Linked DNA regions of Mus musculus: all the other regions are linked to region 3. The links are chromatin contacts, called in public Hi-C maps. All regions are on one chromosome and are shown on one strand. The core of a region is the stretch at or near the end of the contact, and the rest is flanking DNA. Distances in the headings are between cores, read along the strand shown. Region 1 has its middle 60 kb from the start of Gm33892. Region 2 has its middle 23 kb from the start of Gm33892. Region 3 overlaps Platr6 (a long non-coding RNA gene).

The links. A called contact is a pair of places that touch in the nucleus more often than the background predicts.
Region 1: a Hi-C map of the G1E-ER4 cell line shows a contact between it and region 3, with 1.6 times the contacts expected there. The contact joins two enhancer-like sites. A contact is called at or near these places in 3 of 484 Hi-C or Micro-C datasets (the G1E-ER4 cell line, Th1 cells and nephron progenitors) and 2 of 115 datasets of contacts at active chromatin or transcription factors (embryonic stem cells and pancreatic cancer cells).
Region 2: a Hi-C map of the N1E-115 cell line shows a contact between it and region 3, with 1.6 times the contacts expected there. The contact joins two enhancer-like sites. A contact is called at or near these places in 1 of 484 Hi-C or Micro-C datasets (the N1E-115 cell line) and 4 of 115 datasets of contacts at active chromatin or transcription factors (cardiomyocytes, differentiating embryonic stem cells and embryonic stem cells).

The regions. Positions count from the first base shown.
Region 1 is chr10:21,510,248-21,512,947 of GRCm38.p6, forward strand. No RefSeq gene overlaps it. Among named protein-coding and RNA genes, the nearest start is that of Gm33892, 60 kb to the right of the region's middle. Within about 2 kb of position 1,269, at least 5 of the 459 cell types and tissues checked have an H3K27ac peak or open chromatin away from gene starts, as enhancers often do. A contact at or near this core is called in the G1E-ER4 cell line, where this site is marked.
Region 2 is chr10:21,546,783-21,549,482 of GRCm38.p6, forward strand. No RefSeq gene overlaps it. Among named protein-coding and RNA genes, the nearest start is that of Gm33892, 23 kb to the right of the region's middle. Within about 2 kb of position 1,354, at least 6 of the 459 cell types and tissues checked have an H3K27ac peak or open chromatin away from gene starts, as enhancers often do. A contact at or near this core is called in the N1E-115 cell line, where this site is marked.
Region 3 is chr10:21,838,119-21,840,818 of GRCm38.p6, forward strand. All of the region lies in intron 3 of Platr6 (a long non-coding RNA gene), which reads right to left. Among named protein-coding and RNA genes, the nearest start is that of Platr6, 19 kb to the right of the region's middle. Within about 2 kb of position 1,358, at least 53 of the 459 cell types and tissues checked have an H3K27ac peak or open chromatin away from gene starts, as enhancers often do. A contact at or near this core is called in the G1E-ER4 cell line and the N1E-115 cell line, where this site is marked.

The DNA.
Region 1 (2,700 bases), core at 19-2,518, 330 kb before region 3:
TGGTGCTGAGACTGTTTCCTCCAACCGGCACTGCCTGTCTCTTCCTTGTCACCATTTGGAAGCTGCCCTGCCTCGCCATTTTTAGCATCTCTAAGGGGATTAAGGCTCTCAGTTCATTGTCTTCAAACTTCCACAGGAGAGAATCACAAAAATACTTCAGAGCAAGATGCCTGGGAGCTCGGAGCAGACAGAAGCCCCATCACCCTCCGGACGTGCTTTCTAGCCGTCACAGGGCACCCGCACACAGCAGCTGCGTGGCAGCAGATGAAGTACTTAGCTGGACCCCTTCATTTATCAGATTGTCATGAAACCCTCTCAAACATAATGCCAAGTGCCAGTTACAGACGCTGCTTTTCAGAGTGGGCAAACGGAGGCTTCGGGGAGTGTGAGAGAACCCACTCACGCACCATGGTCCACACAGATACTAAGAAGATGATGTTTTAAAGTTGATCAGTATCTCTGGAATATAAAAGTTTCCTTTTCTTCCCTCCTTCCTCTCCCCCTTCTCTTCCTCCTACTTATTCCTGCACTCTGTTTTAACTGAGGCCTTGCAAACACCACACACACATACATACACACAAATGCACACACACATGCATACACACATACACTCACACATACACACATATACACTCACACATACACACATGTATGCACACATACACACACATACATCCATACATACACATACACACATGCATACACACAAACACACATACATGCACATACACACATGCATAGACACATACACAAACATACACAAACACACACACACACACAAATTGGTGGTAATTTGAGTGCCAGTATCTGGCTTTTGAAAAAAGTACATTTTTCTTTAACTTCTACCTTATACCTAGCAAAAGTTCATCAACAGTACCTGAAGGTTTAAAAGGTTGTGAGAAGCCAATAAACCTCCCAACTTGACTACTCCTTCCCCAACAAAACAAGTAATTGTAGCAAAGCTAAAGCAATTTAACTCCAATTATGGAATTTGTTACTGAGCTGCTCCTGATAGCAGGCAGTATAACATTCATTAAAGGGTCAGCAGGATAGGAGCCAGGAGAAACTGCTTTTGGCACCTTCTGGCCATATGCAGTTACCTCTTAGATTCGACTGAATTACAGCATCTTATCTGCAAAATTAAATTTTCTTCTAAAAAGTGAGCAAGGTGAAAAAAAATCGGCCAGTGGAGAAATGAATGCTCCTCTAAGATCAGTCCGCAAATCTGAGCCACACAGAGAGGCCACTGAAGGACTCAAGATAAGCTTATCTGAGGACACTTTCTTCTAGAATTCTGCACACTGCCCCCACAGTTGCTGAAGCATGTCGGGGATGGAGGCTGAGAGCCAGGGGGTTGTTACTAGGCTGTTGATCTCATGGAAACACACGGTGAAGCCCAGTGGGCAGACTAGCCTGCTACAGAACCCAGCGGAGGACAGCTTCCCCTCTGCTGACAAACTAGAGGCAGCAGCCTGCACCCTTGGACACCACTCAAAGTCTAGTCATGTCCCTGTAGCTAGGTACACAGACTAAGTAGCTGTGCATCTAAATAAGCACCAGTTTATGGGGCCGGGGAGACGGCTGACTCCCATGATAAGGTGCTTACCGTGCAAGCTCAAGAACCAGAACTCAATCCCTGCCCCTGGCATGTGTGTAACCCCTGTACCCGTGCTCCTGCACACACTATAAACACGGACACGAGTGCACACTCACAGACGCACACGCACCTTAAAATAAGTGTGTTTATGAGCACTACTGCTTTGAGGATGAAGCATAGCTACCCATCAAGTGCTCAGCATCACAAAGGGTCAGTGATAACAACGAGGAAGAGGAGGAAGGGATGGGGATGACTACAGAACTGGGTACCAGCCAGAGCAAACTTTCCCTTAAACATTGGATGAATTAGACTCTTGCTAAGATCCATCAAAACAAAGTATCAGTCTTCAAACAAAATGTATTTGGATAATATTTAAATTTTCATTTTCATTCTTAACTGTTTTACTTTGGAGGGAGAGAAAACGTTTCATATTTACAGTGTTTCAAATAAAGAGACAGAGAAAACATGTAACAAAACTAGCCTGTGATTTTGGCCTTTGGCTATTATATAAATATATAAAAGCCAATCACACTCTGGGGAGTGGAATGCTACAAAAATGCAAAACCAGTGAAGAGTATTTTCTGCAGCATCATTTTCTGAGAAGCCCCTGAGTGATGGTGGTGGGTAGAGAAACTGAGGCACAGAGAGTATTGAATAAACATACATTCTTCATTCTGGTAGACTTGCAGGGGGCAAAAAGCGACTCTGTGCATATATTTGGGATCATATTAGCAGTTGAACCAAATTCCGCCCCAGTCAGGTGCTGCCCACGTCTCCTTGCCGTTATCAGAACGCTTCGCCTTGCACATTTTGTCCTGGCATCTGAGCACACAGCCGAAATACTGATGCTCAGATAACATGGAGAATAAAATCCGCACGAAGTTAACACGTTAGAACTTTTCCATGAGTAATGTGCTCCCTGAGATAAGCTTTATTGCATAGAAGCGATTAACAAGTTTATGGGCTGAGTAGTTCATGTTCCCCCATGGCCGAGCCCGCTGGGGACTGAGATGGGAAAGACTCTCCTTCACATTCCTTGACTATCTGGTCTGTATCAGATTCGCATATTAGAGAAGATGGTTCCTGGAAACTTCTCTGTCCCC
Region 2 (2,700 bases), core at 104-2,603, 290 kb before region 3:
ATTTTTCCCATCAAATCAAGAGAGGTAAAATATTGATATCCTGTGAGACACTGAAGGTAATACTGACAAGGATAAAGATAAATACAATTTTCTGAAGAGCAATTTAGTGTATTTACTTTCTTAAAAGTCTTAAAAGCATTGTCCTTCGATTCAGAGATTCTATTTCTTAGGTTACCCTAAAGGAAAATGATAGACATGCAGAATGAATTACATCCAACCAGAGTCACATGACATCATGTCTTGGTACTGGGAACACCACCAATGTTCAATACCAGGGACATAAATGATAGAGCCACATGACAACTTGTAATGCAATTGTTAGAAGGCATGTTTCTAAAAATGACAAATGGAATCCTGGAAATGTGGGTTTTTTTTTTTAAATAAAATAAAACAAGAAGAATATAAAGCAATGTGTTCTAAATACTGAAAGAGGAGGAAGGCATAGTCAAATAAGAAAAATAATGTATCTATTAAGAAAAGGACACATGGCCCACACCAGAAGTTAACGAAAGTTTGTGGTTTTTTTTCTGTTGGAGGATAGCGGATATTTTACATATCATCTTTATATAGTTTTCTGATTTCCAATTTTTTATAGGCAGAAAGAAAACTCACAATAATTGTTCCTTTATAGATTGTTAGTGTTGCTGTTGTCATCATTTGGAGCACACAGAACGCGAAGCTGCTGCGGTAGAAGACAAGTGTTTGGAGCGGCGTCTGCCGATTGAAACACAGGCCGTATTTGTTCTTTCTAATTGGGGCACTAGAAAGCACTCTGCGAAGTTGGCCAGGATTTTATCAGTTGCCTCTCTGAAATAGTACCTTTAGCTTGTTACAACCCTCAGCAAAACAAACGGCTGCTTTCACGGAATCACGTGGAGATTGGAATAGGGTCCTCTAGGATTTGTTCTTCACTACAGGAGTTCTTGGTTAATCTGACTCACCTGTGTCTCACATCTGGGTGGATACCCCATCCACACTTCCTGAGCATCAGTCCGGAAGTGGGTTTTTACTTTTTGATTTGTTGTTGTTTGTCTTCATTGACATGGGCGCTAAGAACAGAGGCAGATGGAGAGCGTGTCCTGGAGAGTGGGTGGCTCAGCACACCAGGGCCATGGTTCCATGACGTCATCAAGCAGAGTCGGCTTATTCCAGCTTGGGCGGTGCTCGCTCCTGTTGCAGGGGGAAGAGGACCTCAAGTTTCCCATTCAACTCACCCTAAATGAGAGATGCCTTTTAGAAATGAATCAAATGTAGTCCTTAGATCATGTCAGGTATTCCACGGTTTGTATAACACGTACGCACTCACTCTCCGTTTTCATAACACAACAATCACCCGTGAACCTGCTGCCCTGCGTGGCAATCCTCCACCACCTTGTTCTTTGTTCACGCCACCCGTTCTTTGGCTTTCAGAACTCTAACCCTGTTCTCTTGTTGGCGTTTATAGTTCGTGTCTAATTTAAAGCAGGGCAGATTTTAATTTTTACTTTACAGAAAAGAGTCTCACACAACTGGCCTGTTGCTTTCCGCAGCAGGAAATTAAATTCTAAAGATTGTAGACTTAACAGTTCCTTCTCAGAGTTCTAAGGAATTGTTACTGGCTTTCAGAATGAGATGTTTTTGCTCCACTTCAGAGCAAACCAGGTTTAGTGTCTGTTTCTCAGACCCAGTGGTAGTGTCTGCTGGATCATACCTCAGCAGCAGACAAAGCCTAAGGACCAGAAAGATATGAAATATTCAATTTGGGTATTAGGTACCTGCTGATACCCTGGAAACGGGGCCTTGATTAAGAGAAGAAAGACACACATTCAATTGTAACTTACTCGCTCTCCATCAGACTTGAATGCTATGCCTGCAGACTCCTGGGGTATCCAGGGAACAAGTAAATGGCCTGATCCTTCTTATCAGATAGAAGAAAGGACCAGCTTCAGCTAATTCAAGTCCAGTTTTCCTCTGTTGTAGATGGCATAACACTCACCATTATTGTAATAAGAGTTTTAAAGCAATCTTTTATTTTAGATAAGAAAGAGAATTTCGAGAATCCTCTCTCTCTCTCTCTCTCTCTCTCTCTCTCTCTCTCTCTCTCTCTCTCTCTCTCTCTTCTTAGCCACCCTTCCAACTGCCAAGTCACAGCCTCTTTATCAGTATCTATTTCTCCTGCAACCCTGGCATCTAGGGTGCTGGAGACAGCAAGTGTAGTTTTAACCCTGTCATGTCAGTGAAGCCGTCCCTAAAGGCTGCACTCAGCTGCCCTCTGACCCACATTCATGCATTGTCTTTCCGGTTCTGATTTTGATTTAAGCTGCAACAGTTATCTGTGAGTGGGCGCTGGGCTTCCTGTCTCTGGATTTATTTTTGCTGCCCTTTGGACAATAGTGCTGGACACTGGTGTCTGAAAATATAAAGGATAATGATTAGAATAGACTTTAAAATAGCATCTGTATGTTCCAACGACTTCCTGCCAAATGGAAGACTACTTGTGGCATCCTTATGAAGGCCAAACCCTTCTCCATTGCTAGCCTTTGCAAGCCGGCCTTGGAAAGAGGTGCCGTGTATAATCTGTAGCACGCGCATCTGGGTCTGTTGCTGGCCACTAGAAATGCATGTGCTCTGGGGAAATGTGGTGCCGAAAGCAGGGCTTTATAAATTGTTTTGCTGAGTCTGGTTATAAAGCACAGAGACTATACTCAGCAAAAGCAATAA
Region 3 (2,700 bases), core at 108-2,607:
TGAGGTTGATTAAAAACACACAAGACACACAAACAGACACACACATAATCATGGTTGACTTCAAATGTTGGTTTTATATAATACAAACCAGTGCAGTTTTGGATAGCATTAAAAAACATGTAGATTGATAATCAAGACATTTCAACAGGTCTCTGAGAAGCATCTCTAGACTGAAAGTTCCTGACCAGATTATAGAATAGGCCAGAGTGTGGCCGAGCCTCCAGTGGTAAAGATGTTCTCATAGGAAGCTGTTGTTTGTGAGGTAGCCAAGAGATAAATGAATGCTAAGAGCATCTCAGAGATAAAGAAGGCCATTCTCCTACACCTGAAGAGGCAGCCCAGACTCAGTGCAAGTCCTAAGGGTCACTCTCAGGACAGGTAGAGGACTGTCCTTTATTACATCCTTCAAGAGATGGTTCCAGAAAGGAAGATCTGTGACGATGGAGTTAGAGACAGAGATGCAGATGTAACAAAGAAGAAAGAAGGGAGATCAATGAAGCCAGGCAGAGAGAAAGGAGAGGGGTGGAGAGAGAAAAACAGGTATTGAGCTCTTCCTACTCAAACTGTTCCAAGTCAGGAACCTGAGAGAAGGAAGAGAAGGTCAAAGAAGCTGCCCACCGTCCTGCTGAGCTGAAATCCTAAGAAGGTAGACAAGTGGACCCCACAGTTTCTTCTAGAGCTGAACTAGCCTCTGCTTTGGAACGGAGAAAAAGACAGCCCGGAGTAGTAGTGCATATTTTCTCTGTATTCTACTGTACCCGGCTACTGAATCTGTAATTATACCTAGGGCACAAATAAATGGGGAGAATTTAAAAATAGTGACAGGTTAGATTATTAAATCTGCAGATTGGTAGGATCTGGCAGCTATTAATTTAACAAAACAAAAGAAAAGGAAACAAAAAGTCTCCTTACCACTTCCTGATAATTTAGCACGAAGGAGCAGATGTCAAAACAGGAGGGGGATGCTTAGGTCACCCCAATCCTCACCAAGACAATTAATTGACACTGGCTCTGACTTCTCTTGTGCTGAGTGTTTTAGACAAGAATTGAAAGCCAACAGACCTTGCTCATTTGGCCTAAGCCAGCTCTTCATGCCACTGATTCAAGGCAGTTGCTTTTGCTTTGGTTTGATGTAGCAGGTCTTTGTAGATATCAAACATAACCAAGTCGGGAGACTTTTCCTGTGGGCCTGGAGTCCACTCTGCACTCTGAAACGACCAATGCCAACTACACCACGCTAGCCTACTCCTCACGGACCCCCACCTTCTCCTCTGAGTCATCACACAGTTCCCAGCCTGCCGTTTGTTATCAGTTGAGTCATTTGGGATGGATGTTGACAATTCGCAATGCCTTAAGCGGAGATAAGTGATGAGCAGCGACCAAGTGCAGACTCCAAAGGAGCAGAACAAAGAAACCTTTGTGTGGTGTGCACATTTTCTCTAGTAAACTGCGTACTTGTGATTAACACTGCTCTGTAGTCAAACTTTGAGGAGACGTCAAGATTATAACGTTTGCACCACACGCTGAAAATTTGTTTTCTTTTTTATTACTGTATATTGGTTAAATGAAACAATGAATGTTCAGTATGGTATTTTCTTCATCTCTATTTTTCTTAATTGTTTGAGAATTTCACACAGTGTATTTTAACCATGTTCTCATCCAGCTCCTCCCCTTAGCCCCACCCACATCCACCCCTATATCCTTACCCTATACACTCAACTTCATGTGTCCTTTAAAAAACTTTTCAGTAACCCATCAACTCCAGTTTGTGTGCTCTTTGTGTTCTTCTGGATATGGGACTGCTTACTAGAGCATGGTGAAGCCCCAAGAGTCACAGCCTTCACTAGCTGCACTAATGAAGCTTCAGGACACTGGCCTGGTGAGCTACCGTGTCAAGACATTTTCACACATGCACACTACATCCTATGGCTGTATTCATCCAATCATTACTATCCTTCCCCCTTCTTCCCTCCCTCACATCACCTTCCTTTCCCTTTTCCTTTTCCTTTTCCTTTTCCTTTTCCTTTTCCTTTTCCTTTCCCTTTCCCTTTCCCTTTCCCTTTCCCTTTCCCTTTCCCTTTCCCCTTTTCTTTTTCTTTCCTTTCCCTAATAGTACTCCTTTCTGCATCTGTACTATTTTTATGTCTATACATACAACCTGAACTTGCTCTGAATTCCTCACCCTCCTGCCTCAGCCTCCTGAGTACCCGGACTACAGGCATTCTCTACCAAGCTCAGCCATGTCTTGAATGTCTGGCTGCCATACCTGAGGAACATTGTCTGTACTCCACAGGCCCCAGGTTTGAAGATCTTTGTTAGGGCAGCTAGTGTATTCGAGTACACGGATGTGGCAGTAGCTTGGAGAAGAATGTCTTGTGGTCAAGGCTTGACACAAAAGTGAGGAAAAGGTTTACTAGGAAAAAAATCAAATCAAGCTCAGTGTGGTGGTGCAAGGCTTTAACCCCAGCACTCGGGATATCTGGACAAGTGAATCTCTGAATTCAAGACCAGCCTGGTCTATAAAGTGAGTTCTAGGACAATCAGTTCTACACAGAGAAACCTTGTCAAAACAAAACAAAACAAACAAAAAACAAGAAAAGAAAAGAAAAAAGAAAGAAAAGAAAGGAAAGAAAAAGAGCAAATTGTATAAACTTCCTTCCAACTGATATTTTAGCATTCTGAAATATTAAAATATAAGTT